Linked DNA regions of Mus musculus: region 1 is linked to region 2. A link is a contact called in public promoter capture Hi-C data. All regions are on one chromosome and are shown on one strand. The core of a region is the stretch at or near the end of the contact, and the rest is flanking DNA. Distances in the headings are between cores, read along the strand shown.

Region 1 (7,649 bases), core at 3,830-6,329, 2.2 Mb before region 2:
TCAATCTCAATATAACAAGAGCCTAGATGTATCAGATTATGCAACTGGGCAAGCTTGAGAACATAAAAAGCAGTAATACAAGACAAATAATGTATATTGATAAATTCAAAAGAAACAAATGAAGGTCATGGAAATCAGGAGAGACAAAAAAGATAACTAGAAAACATCATACAGTTTAAGACTGTGGTGTTTCTTTAAAATGGAAAATGAAAACAAACAACTACACCTAAAATTCACCTTCTACTAGACACTTAGAATGGTCTATTGGGTGAGGCAGTGGTCCTGGGCCTGAAAGCATCTCAGCTTCTTAGTTCTTCATAGGGGGCTGTCCTAGGCACAGCTGTCAGTTTCCTGATGTCAGTTACCTTCCTTTTAATAAGTTACACAGACAATAGAGAGAAGAAAGAACTAAGACAAGCGCAGAAGCTGCCTTCAAAGGCAAACAAACCATCATTGTTTGCTACAGTGTTAGCTGCTTCCTACAAAGTAGATAGATAAATATAAAGAGCTAGGTTCTGGACTCTGGCTGATTCAGAGGTGTGGCAAACTCATTGCTGTGTCTCTCCAAACACTCATTAACCCCACAGGACTTTGGAACAAGGAAAAGGACTCAAATATGCGGTGTTCGTGTTGCTTGCTGTACCATGAGTAAGGCCATTTGTTCTGACTTAGGAGTCTTCTGTTTTCTGCCAACCACCATGAAACGTTTACAGACTAATTCATTAGCTTACGAAAATAGTAGTTATTTCCATGTGACAGTCTCTACATCAGTGGTTCTCAACCTTCCTACAGCTACAAACTTTTAATACAGATCTTCATGTTTTGGTGACCCCCAAACATAAAATTGTTCTTGTGGCTACTTCAAAACTGCACTCTTGCTACTGTTATCAGTCATACTGTAAATATGAAAGATATCTGACTCTGTGACCCTCGGTGAAATGGTCATTTGACCCCAAAAGGAGTCGAAACCCACAGGTTAAGAAACACTGCTCTGTTTTACCTATATTATGGTATTTTAATTCTCATAATAAATAATAACTATGATGTTGTACTAATATGAGGAAATGATGCTTTAAGATATGAAGTGACTCATCTAATGTTTGAAAACTAGCAAACAAAAGGCAAACAGGATGGCTCAGTGGCTAAGAGTATGTGATGCTCTTCATATGACCAGAGTTCAGTTCCCAGCACTCACACCATCAGATGACTCACAACCATCTGAAACTAAAGCTCCAGGAGTTTTTCTCACTTCCCTAGGCAGCAGCACATGTGTGACACACACACATATTAAAAAAAAAGAAAAAAGAAAGAAAGAAAAGAATTAGGTTTTCGTCTACAAAATGAGTTCCAGGACAGCCCAGGACAGCCAGAGCTATACAGAGAACCTAAATGAAAGTCTAGATGACTTTAATGCCTCTTTTGTTTTGTTGTCTGTGGTGCTGGAGAGGGAACCAGAGCCTTAAGTGCAAACAGGTTAGGCCAAGCACCTGGGCTACATCTCCGCTCACTACCTTGATTTTAGCAGTTCAAACCTCCTTTCTTAGCCGATTTATCAGGTGCAGCTGAAATTCTCCCGATACAGAAGTACTCAGAACTCTCTATAGCACACGTACTTCAAATTTTGTTTCATAGAAAGCTTACATTGTAGAATTGTTACTATTATCTTAAAATATAAAAGAAGCAAAAACATTATGCAGTCAAATATCAGAAATAACCACAGTAAACTAATCTAAGCTACTCTCTACTAAAGAATTTCTCACTATGTGAGGAGGTTAGATGTAGTCCAAGAAGTCCTATTATTGGCATTCTAGTATATAGTTTAGGAAACTACTGCTAATTGTATAACACTGCCGATTTAGTTATTGAAAAAATACCTTTTAAACCTTAGTAGTCACCTTGTTGTGGGTCCATGAGCCTTCAAAGTAGATACCAGCAAAGCAGAATGCAAGCTGCAGTGGCAGATGCAGAGCAAGTTAGCTAGGCAGTGTGGCGCATCGCTCTTTTCCTATCAAGCACAACTCAATCTCCCAAAACACACTGAAAGTAAACACCATGCCTCATCTTTTTTTTTTTCTGAAATTAGAAAATTAGCAAGACATTGTAGCTGTACATGTTGTCTATTGTTGTGGATTTCTAGCAATGAATAGGGAATGGGGTGGGGGGACATTATTATAGCCAGGGATGGTGATGTGTGGCTGTTAGCCTAGTGGGAAGCTGAGGCAGGAGGATCATGAGCTCCTTGGCTACTCGATGGTTGAATGCTTATCCAGAATGTGCACAGGCCAGTCTGGCTAAAAATAATAGTCATCCAGATGTGGACACAGCCTGGAGGCCCAGCCACAGATAAATGGACAAAGAAAATGTATAGATACATGAGGATGTTTTATTCAGCTGAAAAGAATGAACATTCTTAGGAAACAGGAAAACAGATGGAACTGGGGTGGGAAGGGACACAATATGTTAAGTGAAATAAGCCAGATTCAGAGAGAAAAAGGCATGTTTTCTATCCTAAGAGGAAATGTAGATTTAAATTTATATATACATACGTATGCATATGTAGGACACGAAAGTACAAAAAGGACTTATAAAATCCAACACTTAATATGTTGGCTAAAGCAATAATAAAAGAATAAACCCTTTGGATACCCTAAAGAAAAGAAAATGTCCTGGATAAACTGTATACGTGGATTAAAGACAGTAAGCCATTCTGATCACCAGGCATCACCAGTATGCAGAGCTGAGTTTTAGCTCTTTAAATAAGAGTAAATCCACACAGCACAGTGTTTCTCACCCCTATGTACAGTTCCCTATCTCCTGACCTCATCATCGCTAACAAAGTTGTTTACTGCTCCAGTTTATTAATCATTCTAGAGTTTCAAAATAAGGCCTGACCTAAAGGTAGCCATAAAACAGGCATGCCCATTACATAAGCTAAGCTTCCAGACTGAACCCCAGCTACCGAGTCTACGCAAAACTCAAACTCAGTTGTATCTATGCCGTTTTCCCAGACAAAGCTACTCGCAAAAAAAAAAGGGAGGAGGGCAGTTTATCATCCTAAACACACGAACTTACTATGTAACCACAAAAGTAAAAGAATGAAAATACAAATTTAGACTATAATAAAATTCTCCAATGCTTCTCCCCATAAAAAATAATATTCTATCTAAAAGAAATAATTTATTTAGAATGACTGATTTCTGCCCTCTGCCCTTACAGAGTGGCTCCACCCACTCAAAGTCTTTATAGGACACAGCTTCAGTTTTGAAGGGAAAAAAATGTAGTATTTTATACCTTCTTTCAAAGTTTAGACAAAAGTAAACTCCAACATTATCTGAAGAGATTTTGAGAGAAAAAAATAGTCTCAACTAGTTACCTCCATCAAAAGCAAAAGAGACAATATAATAAATTAAAACTATTAACACTATTTTAAGTATCATCCATGGTTGAGCCCAATAAGGAAAAGCAACCCAAAGAAAGAATTCAAATCAAATTATATCACTTAGAGACACAAACAGAAGTGGGTAAGATTTGAGAAGTAAAACAAGTATCAATGATAAAATTACGTGGCTTTTTTTTTTTTTGCAAACACTTAGAAAGGGAACAATGTCTTTTAAAAAATATAAAGTTACCCAAAGCTGACAACTTGAAAAGCACCTTCAATAAACTGGCAAGATTTCTATTTCCTAAGCCATTCTGAAAATGTTGATAATTTTCAGAAAGTTCATAATCTAAATCACCTGGCCATGCTATAGCAAATAGACACAAATGACAGAGAATTCTTACCAAAGAAAAAATGAAAATTTAAGTCTCTACCACAATCCTTCAGATTTGTCAAAAGGCACAACACACATGCAGACAGACAGAAAAGATGACATATAGGACTAACTGTGCAATCTTATAAACCCGACACGCAATAGCAACAATATGCACAAATGCTTTTCTTCTCTCCCCCCGTAACTATGTTCCACTAAATTATCTAAAAGTTTATAAGTGAAAACGCAATAAAGTAAATATTGCTGACAATGCTATTCACAATATTTATCTCCAATGACATCACTAAAACACACAGGGTGTAAAATACAGAGATTCTGACAAAGAAAATACAGGGCGCATTTCACTCATTAAGCATAGCTGGTGGTTTACATACTTGAGTGATTTTAAAACTCTGTATTAAATGAAAACTATTTCATTTCAAACAAGGTTTGATTTTTTTTTCTAATAAAGCGCTGCACACACGAACACAGGCAAAGCAGGAACAGATTTAAAAAAAAAAGAAAAAAAAAACGATCACTGTAATACTAACACAATGGAAAAGGGCAAAATGACAAGGTTAACTAGAAGAGAGGCACCTTCCCCATCACAGCTCTTCTCTACCCCTCACGCCGGTTGTAGCCCTGCTGCACCCCACTCTATAACCTCACACAATTCAGGCCACCGGTCGGGTCGACTCCCTGACAGGTACCTGCACCCTGCCCCGCCGCAGGGGGACACCACTCACTGCTCACGGGTGTGTGAGTCAGGGAAGAAGGAGGGGAAAGAAAGCCAGCCGGGGTGAGTCGGGGAGCGTCGCCGGGGAGGGGGCTCGGCGGGGCGCTGGCCGTCGACTGCGGCCGGGGGCTGGCGGAGAGGTGGGCTGGGCGGGAAGGGGCCCGCCGGGACGCCCCGAGGCCAGCGTCCTCCCCGGGGCCCGCGCACTCACCACCTGGTAGCGACCAGTCCCCAGCTGGTGGTGATCCATCCTGCCCGCCTCGGGGTCCGGCTTCCGAGCGGGCGTGTCCCCTCGGCGCTCAGCTCCCTCGGCCTCCCGGGTCGACGTCGTCGCCGCCGCCGCCGCAGAGCCTCTTCCGCCGCCTCGGGTTCTGCCGCCGAGGTCGCCTGGCGGGGCCGCTTCACTTCCTGTCGCTCCCTCGGCTCCAGCGGAGAGCTCCGCGTCGCTCGCCGATCGGCGCCGGAGCTCCGGGGAGCCGCGCGCGCTACTGAGCATGCTCGGCGCGGACGCGCATGCTCTCTGGCTCCGCCGGCGTCCCATCCGCCGCCCGGCTCCGGAGGTGTCCCTAGGTGGGAGGAGATGGAAGAGTCAGGCAAGTCCCCGGGAGCCCTCTAGGTTGTCATCTAGTCGACAGTGGGCGGTGGCAACCGAAGCGGAAAAGAAAAAAAAAAAAAAAATCGTCCCACTTGATTGGATTTTCCTGTGAGGGCAGGTTTCACTGTGGGGCGAGAGGATGCATCGTCACTGCGGAGGGTGGAGGCGCTGCATTCCTAGAGCACCTGAGGACAGGTCGCCCTTTTATTAGTCCCCAGCCTAGAGCATCTCAAAGAGATCCATCTCAGGACAGGCCTAAAAAGGCGCTCATTCGAAATCATTAATGAGGTAATGAATTACCAAATACCAGGGACATATACATATACAAAGACCACATATACATATATAAAATCAGCTTTAAAGTCACAGTAAAATTTCGAGGAAGGAAAAAAAAAAGACAGTCTTGCTTCTGAGCACGCGTAGCCTTCCTCAGTAGAACAGCTCATTTGTGACAAATGTTAAACCCATTTGACAGCGTACCATTGTCAATCACTTAGAATCCATAATAGATTGCATTGGAGTTCATTTTGAACATTGTACGTTGTAGGAGTTCTGACAAATATACCCTAACTATTATATATCATACTGAACAGTTTCATTACTCTGAAAATCCTGAATAGGGCTTTACCCTCCTCTTTCTTTTGCCCCCTTGTTTCTAAGAGATTTACAAATTCTTCAAACATATTCTGATGACATACAGAGAAAGAGGCCTTTAGAAATAGGAAATGGGAAGGACAGAAGAAAATAATGAAGTGAGGTAGGATTTTTGTGTGTGTGCTAATAATACTCAGATATTCCTAAGATAATGGTAAAGAATCAGTTTTTGTGGCGCATCATAATACCCTGTGACACCTCTCTCTCCTCTCCTCTCCTCTCCTCCCTCCTTCTTTCTCCTTCTTTCTTCTTCCTTCTTCTTTTTCTTTCTTCTTCCTTCTTTTTCTTTCTCTTTTTCTCCTTTTTCTTCTCCTTTTTCTTTCTTTTCTTTTTCTTTTCTTCTTTTCCTTTTCTTCTTCTTCTCCTTTTCTTCTTCATCTTCGTCTTTGTCTTCTTCTTCCTCCTCCTCCTCCTCCTCCTCCTTCTTCTTCTTCTTTTCTCTCTCTCTCTCTCTCTCTCTCTCTCTCTCTCTCTCTCTCTCTCTCTCTCTCGGCACAGAGCATGTTTCTCTAACAATTAGAAGACTATGGCAGACCAGCAAAAGGTACCTTTTAACCCAAACATCTGCTTCTTGTACCCTGAGATCTGTGGCCCTACTCGATCTGGCCCAACTGTTCTTTTTAAGATAATCAAGCCCTTTCCCCATAACTGTTCTTACTATGGAGATCTCCTGGGGATCCGGGGAGGGAAACCTGGAGACCATCTCTCACTTTGCTTCATACATGTGCAGATGAGATTGCCGAAAGAAAGGAAGCCAGATGAGACTGGTACAACTGGCCAGATCCAACAAAGTTCAATAAACTTTGTATAGTTGTAGCTAGAAAAGTTAAGTCTTTCTGATATTTTTATTTTTCAGATGATTTATCAGATCTCTATTAGGATCATCTTAAAATATCTAATATTAGCATTGCCAGACCAGAAATAATAAAAAGCAATTGGTGTTGTCATACCTAATTTTCTTCATGTGTTCCAATGTAGTATATTTTAGATCCTAATTTAATCGATATTATTAGCACAAGTGCCAACTCCTTACAGTATCATCCTGAATAGAATTGCCTTTCATGAGCTAAACAACACCCAGTGTTAGCAAAGAAAAATTAGATCCCAATATAACTTGTTATTATAAAGGTAATTTAGAATTGAATTCCTGTGCCCTTTTATTTTCATTAGCTGTGTAGGTTCACTTGTCTCTAAATTTTATTACTTCTAAGAAAAAGAGGCCATTAAAAATCAGAGACCTGACTCAAAACAGACACCCCGAACCCTGGGTTATATCAGCTCTTCCATTCTACCCACACCCAGGTTCTCTGACTGTTTCTACTCTCACAGAGCAGATGGCATGATTCAATGACACAATAGATTTTCAGTGAGGAAGTTTGGAAGAACAATGAGACAGTGAGATCTGAATCTAGTGTTAGTTTAGCCTCCACACCACTCTGTGGTGTAAATAGGCATGATTAGTCTTAACAGAGAGAGAAGCTAAGGGGCAGAGAGAGCAGCAACTTTACCAATGCTAAAGTCACTGGTAAGTGCTGATAGATACAAGGGCCCCCAATGTTGGTCACCATGATCAATAGTGCACCCTATAAAAGGGCAAGTCCCTGTCTCCTTTCCCTGTCCTGGTCATCTGCACTGTGGCACTGTGAAGAAGAGATAAAGGAATGATTCATCATAAGTAGCCAGTCCCACCCTTCTTCGTCCATATGGAATCACGATGCGCTCCCATTGCAGAAGAGGCATCCTGTTCACTCACCTATGACCTTAACAAAGCATGAGCACTGGAAGCCATCCCTTGTGGATGAAAAAAGAAATCCTCTTGAGAGAACGGAGTCAGGAAATGACAATACTCTCTAGAGGTCTTAAACAGTATCTGGTAATGTTTTCAACATTGAGCTTTTAGTGTCAACTCTAC
Region 2 (6,957 bases), core at 2,763-5,262:
CAGACAAGTATGTTGTGATCGAAGTTACCTTAGAAAACCAACTATAATAATAATAATAATAATAATAATAATAATATTATTATTATTATTATTATTATTTCACTTCTAGAAGAAGTCTCAATGAAGAGGAATTATGGGATAAAAGTCAAGGGCCAGGAGTGATGACTCAGTGGGACTCGTACCTGCTTGAGCAAGTGTGGGTACCTGACTTCAGATTCCCAGAGACTCCATAAAAGCCAGACATGTTAACATAGACCTGCAGTCCCGGTGTTCCTAGGATGATCTGGGAGGCAGAGGCAAGAGAATGCTGGGAAGCATATCTTGCCTGGTATACACAACCGGGAACCATAAGGGACCCTGCCTCAAGCAACATAGTCAGATGGCAAGATGCTGTCAAACAAGTGCTGGCCTTCCCCAGCCAGCTTCCACAAGTGCTCCAAGGTATACACACACTGTGATCACACACGAAAACGCACGCACATCATACAAAGAGAAACAGAGCCATGGAGATAGCTCAGCGAGTAAAAACACTTGCTGTCAAGCCTGACAGCCTGCTCTACGTAAGGACAGGCATAGAACAAGACGAGAAACAATTCCTGCAAGTTGCCCTTTGGCTTCCACGAGTACACAGTTCAAGGCACACATGTAGTCCAAGGGTTGACCCTGAGTCAGAAAGCCAGTAATAAATATACATAAAACCTGAAATAAAAGCCAAGTTTGAATATCAGTGTCCGTCCAATCAGTAACCATGGATTCAGAGAGTCACTTCTAGGACCAGTTTCTCAGTTACAGGTTCTGTAACAACATGCCCTACATTTTCTCTAAATAAGCGAATTCAGGTAGGGTCCTGAAGAAACTGGGAAGTTTTTAAAAGCAGAAGTGAGAGAGGTTGTGCTGGAGAGAGTTTAAGAATGAAGGCATTAGTATTCCTCAGAAGTGTATGTAAACTGTCTGGCTTTGTTGACTTCTTTAATAAATATTTGAGCACCTGCTCCATCCAGGTCAGCACTTGACAACAAGCTCTGATGAGGGCAAGGCTGTGTCCTCAGTTGCTTAGTAACCCTGACTTCCTCTCAGGCGCTTGAATGGATCCTGTGAGTTAATGGGTGCGTGGAACCGTGCTAAGTTCTGGGAAACAAGGCATACACAGAACACAAACATGAAAATTGCAGGTGTAGTTTAAGGAGTTAAATCATTTACTGATGGCTTACGGTAGCTAACCTTTGTGCTAAGGCTAGGAGGGCGCACAAGGATGCCCTTCCCAACTTTGCGGCTCTTCATCTTTGTAATGTATTGCTTGCAAATGGGAGGATATGGACTTTGAAATGAGGTTAGGGTGGGTTAACTAGTGTGGTCAACGTCAACAGAAGGGTCCCAGTTGGGGAAAGAAGAAGCAACCAGGTTCTGATAGGGAATACAAGTGTGTGTGTGTGTGGGGGGGGGGGTGAGGGTAAGAAGAAAGGAAGGGTGGGAGGGAGAGAAGAAGGGTGGGATAGAGGGAGGGAGAAGGCACACACAGGACTCAGTGATGATCCACTGTTGGCCTTAAACATGTAAGAACAAGTCAAGCATGAAGAACCTAGACGCCCTGGAAAAGCAGCTGAACAGGTTCCCCTCTTCACATCCCAAAGGCCGTGGCCAGCTGACACCTTGATTTTAGCCCGTTTTGGATATTTTATGTCCAGAATTGCACAAATACTTTTTTCCCTTTTTTACTATTTTAAGCCACTAAGCCTCTGGTTATTTTACAATGGGCTTCATTCACATCCTTGACATGTTTTGGGCTTCCCTAAGCCTGTGAACTAGTTAGTAACCCTTTACCAACTGAGTCTCACAGAGAAAAACAGAAAATAGCCCAGTGATTGATTTTTTTTTTTTTGTATTGCTTACATGTAGAAATACTACTTTGGATGTATTGGATTACGTAAATAAAATGGATGTTGTCCCCTTTATGTGGGTCTGTGCATGTGAGAGAGAGCAGATGCGCTCCAATCCCCTGGAGCTGGAATGACAGGCAGTTGTGAGTGGCCCATTGAGGGGGGGTGAAAACTGGTGTGTCCTCCTGACCAATGAGCCAACTCTCCAGCCACCCTTTAACTTTGTGTGTGTGTCCCTTGTGCTCTCCAGATGAGGTCAGAGGGAGTCAGTTCTCCACATTCACCTTGGTTTCCAGAGATAAAACTCAGGTCAAGAGATTGAACAGCAAGTAGCTTTGCCAGCTGAGCCTTGTCACCAACTGACCTTTAACTTTTAATGTGGAGCTACAAACCTAAATTGCACGAGTACCTTGCATAGATTCCTAATGAACAGTGCTCACCTCGACTCTTATTCTCAGTAGTTGTTCTCATTTATTTGACATTTTAAAATCATTAATACAGAAGATTACACCTCCTAAGGTATAATGTGTGATATTCTGATTAGTGTATTCAGTTTAAATGTTTAATATTTTGTGTGTATCAGTGTTTGCCTGCACGTATGTCTGTGCTCCACTTTCAAGGACCAATCAGATCTCCGGGGACTGGAGTTATGAATGGCTGTGAACCACGTGGGAGCTGGAATTCTCTACAAAATCACCAAGCGCTCTTAACTGCAGAGCAGTGCTCCAGCCCCTTCAGTTCATATACACAACGTCTAATGTTTAAATCGGGTTAGTCATTCTAACTCCTCAGACATATTTTTTTCTGGTTAAAAAGATTAAAACTCCTTTCTTCTAGTTTGTTTAAATGTACATTATATGGTGACGGTCTTAAGTGTGTGACAGAACCTGTTCTCATGACTTCATCTTTTAAAAAATATAATAATTTACTCTGGGCTAGAGAGACAGCTTAGCAGTTAAGAGTGCTTGCTGTTCTTCCAGCTGATCTGAGTTCAGTTCCCAGCGCTCAGGATGAGTGGCTCACATCTGCCTGTAAATAACTCCAGCTCCAAGGAATCCAACATCCACTCCAGACACCACGGGCACTGCACTCAAATGCGCGCGCCGCGCGCACACGCGCACACTCACACCTACAACAAAACGAAAAGCTTATAAAATTAATAGTAAATTAAAAACAAGTACATAAAAGCATTTTAAAGTTCAGCATGTTTTTGTTCCGTGTGGTGGCACATTTCTTCAATCTCAGCATTGAGCAGGCTGAGGTTGGTGGATCTCAGAGTTCCAAGCCAGCCTGATCTACAAAATGAAAATCAGTATAAAGAAAACTGAGGAGGGTAGGAAACGAAAGAGAGAGAAGAGATCTTTACTTTGGAGAAATAACACAGAAAAAGCAGAAGGCATGGTATACAGCTAACCTTAAGATTTTCTGGGGACTTTTCTTATTTTAGGAAAAACTCAGTATCTCCAAGTCCAAACTTAAAAAAAAAAAAGTCAAATATTTGATAGCATTTAAAAGACTCCTTGACTTACAAAACGCTCCACCACCCGGGAGCGAGGAGTGGGGGTTGTCTTTTTTTAATTAGCCATCTGCTTCTTCACACTTTACGTGTTTCTGAAAAGAAATCTCAGACTTGGGGGTTCTGTTTCATAAGTAAATGTGATTTTGAAAAAGTTATGACTCATTAAAAAAAAGCCTTGGAAAAATGGAAATGCAAATATTGTCTTAAGAAACCCGTAGTGATCGCAACGTCCACCACGTTGATTTATTTATTCTTTTTCTAGGTACAGACAGCAACCTCAGAGGCTCCCTTGGCCGCGCCCTCCTCGCGGAGGTGGGTCGCTGTCAGGTGATGTTTACGTCCGGTAGGGGTGCGTCCCGCCCTGCAGACACTCCCTCCGCCTTTGGCGTCGGCTCCCCCGCCCTAAACTTTCCGGTTTTAACCCTGGGAAAGGCCAGCCACGTCTGGCGAACACCAACCCGCCCACATTCCGCCCCTAAACAAACTTGGCCAGGGACAGCCCGGGAGGCTGGAGCCGCCTCGGTGCGCGCGCCCGGCCAGCCCCTTCGGCCGCGCGCCCGCCCCCTCGGGCGGGGACGCGCAGGGGCAAGCGCGCGGCCGCGAACTGCGGGCGCCATTTTGGATTCCCTAACTGGGCCGAAGCTTCGGGCTCGCTGCTGTCGATCGCTGCTCGCCTAGGGCGTCTCGGGCGGGCGACGAGGAGGTGCCGGGGCGAAGGACACAGACCGCGCGGGACAGAGAAGGGACGCGACGCTCTCCTCCCCACACACCGGGGCAGCCGGAGCCGCAAAGGTGGAGCCGCGTCGGCGCCCGCCGCGGGACCAGCGTCTCGGATGCGGGCGGAGCGCGGGGGGCCGCGACGGCGGGAGCTCGGAGACGGGGCCCCGGGAGGCCTCATGTGAGAGGCGCGGGAGCCGCCGCCGCCGCTGCCGCCGTCGTCCGCGCGGCCCGGGGTGCTGTGTGGGGGAAGCCGCCCCCGGCAGCAGGTACGGCGGAGGTTCGGGGCCGCAGCCCGGAGTCGGGCGGGGAGGTCGGCGGCGGCGGCCGGGGGCGCGCGCGGGGCGCGACGGGAACAACGCCCCGCCCCGCCGCGCCCGGGCCTCGGTGTCTGTCAACAAGGCGTGGCCGGCGCGGCGCGCGCTCGGTGGCCGCGCGTGGCGGGGCAGCGAGGAGGACGGGCTCCTCCGGGCTCGCCCTGGGCGGCGCGGGTGCAGGCGGCTGGAAAGCCCGGGGGCCTGGGCGGTCAGTGTGTGCGGAAGCCGGGCCGGGGAGGCGCACGGTGGAAAACTTGGTGAACTTAGGGGCAGCCGCCCGGGTCGCGTGCTGCAGACCACCACCCGGAAGCCGCCCGGGCAGGGCATCGCCGAGCCGCGTGCGAGGTGAGAGCGGGCGGCGGTTTTGTTGGTAATGGTGCCTATCCCACTTGCCCAGATGTTTGTATCTTTTGCTTACACCAAAAGGCGAATTTAAAAAAAAAATGTCCCTGTAGATGTTAAAATGTCTGTAACCCGCCCCGTGTTACCTGTGTGCCGGCTCCCGGTTGTGTCTTGTCTGTGTGTCCAGTCCCAGTTCATCTATATCCACTGTGCTCTCACCATTCTGAGAGTTAATCTTTTTCGTATTGTTCCATTCTTGTATTTCAGCCAAAGAATGTGTGTTAGGTTTCCTTCTATGAAAAACAAAACAAAAGGGCATATGCAAATGTAATGCCAGAACGGGACTTTTAAACCTAAAGTACAAATTTTTTAAAAAATATTTTTTGCATGTCCAGAATATGTAAATGTTTAAAGACAGTAAGGGAAGTTTGGCTCTTGGTTTCAGTTTAAGGAAATGTTTGATTAGCTCACTAATTCTTGGTGATGCTCAAGTTACTGGGTGTCCCTCATTAGTTGCATCTTGGACACTTGATGTAAACACTAGCTAAAGTTGTTGCCACCATACTTTCTCTGGGTTCTTGAAACACTGCAATAAATCAAAACTGCTGGAGCCCAGTTTTCTGTGCTTAGGAAATCGCATTGATATTTAGTGTCCTGTTTTATACACCACACTCTTCCTGTTCAGCTATAAAGGGCACTTTGACTTCCACTAGAAGCAGTATAAAACCCATTACTCTAAACTAGTTGTGTACTAGTGAATGCACCGAATTGTTCTTTATGCAGCAGAGCTTCATGTGCAGATAGTTAAAATAAAAGCATTGGAAATTTCGAATTAAAAAGGCCAACAAGGAAAAGCAATATTTAAAATGTTATTAGCTATTTATTCACTAGTTAATTTTACACCTAATAGTACATAGCACATTTTAACCTTTGGTCCATTAGTTTTCCATTAAGAGTGACATTAATTTCATAATGCTTATGATAGTCCATAGACTTTCTTAGCTATTCATAAAGTAATAAGTACTAATATATACTTTGATGATCCATGTGTTCAGTTTATATTTAGATCAAGTGTAACCGTGTACTTGATCTTCCTTAGCGTTGGTGACTTTACATTGCCTTCCCAACTTAAAGGGGGATTGAAATACCCTTTATTTAGATGGGACTGTGTTGGAAGGCAGAAGCAGTGGATCTCTGATTCCCAGGCTGGCCAGGCTCACATAGAGAGCCTGTCTCACATAAAAATTGTATAAACTTAGGGTCAGCAGAGTGTCCTTAGAGTGTTGTCAGAAAGGCTGCTGTCCTCGTTTTGGTTTTGAATCTGTACACTTGACTGTAAAATGAAGTGTTTAATCTTTATGGTCTGGCTTTAGAAGATTTCGCCAGATACAGCAGAGCATCCTGGCAGGAGGTCTGGAAGTAGGAAGACTTTGTCATTCTTTTTTGAATCTCTATCTCAGAATTCTGAGTAGTTTCTGCCAGTAAGAAAGTTTGAGTCCTAAGTAGCAGACTCTTCGTTCTTTGACCCAAATTGAAATGCTAAAATTAAAGTTAAGCCTTCAGGATAAGTTAAAGTTGGAAAATGGGTCATAATGACACGCTTACCCATAGAAGGACTTTTTATTTTAATTTAATGTCAGTGTTGATCATTCTAACTTTGAACACACATAAAAATCTATTCATAGATTCATAAGTTTGAATGTTCCATAAAGCCATCTTGTCATCTGTTATTTTGTTTTCTGAATTCTGCTTTTCCTGGAGACTATGCCCTTTTGTGTGTGTGCATACAGTCAGATGCAGGAACAACAAAGGAGACAGTTCCTTTTTCAAGGCCTCCTGGACTGACGATGTAGGGTTGTGCTCTCTGCCATCCTGTTTGTTTTCTCCAGCCCTCAGCCCTTCTCTGCCAGCCTCTGGATGAGAAAGTCTGTACAGACGCATATCCTTCATACCACGGAGGAACCCGATTCTTGCGACATGATTTGTCACAAGTTGGTTGGAGTCAAGCCATCCTTTTGAGTCTTGTTTGGACCAGCGCCTTACTAGAATTGCTCTCTAAAAATCATGGTAGATCCTAGACTAAATACTAGTACCAAGGAATGGTCCAGGTTAGACTAGAGTGCAGTGTAAATAAAGTAACAAATGAAGATGTGTCCTTTGGAACTCTGATTACATGAAATAGCTG

Evidence for each region. Capture Hi-C pulls out chosen DNA fragments and counts their contacts.
Region 1: a promoter capture Hi-C map of liver shows a contact between it and region 2, with 2.7 times the contacts expected there. The contact joins the promoter of Ndfip2 here to the promoter of Fbxl3 in region 2. A contact is called at or near these places in 3 of 39 promoter capture datasets (liver and pre-B cells), 2 of 115 datasets of contacts at active chromatin or transcription factors (astrocytes and pro-B cells) and 2 of 9 other capture datasets (adipose tissue and liver).

What each region holds. Positions count from the first base shown.
Region 1 is chr14:105,256,053-105,263,701 of GRCm38.p6, reverse strand. It overlaps Ndfip2 (Nedd4 family interacting protein 2), which reads right to left and starts at 5,079. Exons shown (of 8, transcript NM_029561.5): 1 at 4,700-5,079. The coding sequence starts at 5,029.
Region 2 is chr14:103,096,587-103,103,543 of GRCm38.p6, reverse strand. Fbxl3 (F-box and leucine-rich repeat protein 3) reads left to right here and starts at 4,012. Exons shown (of 5, transcript NM_015822.3): 1 at 4,012-4,382.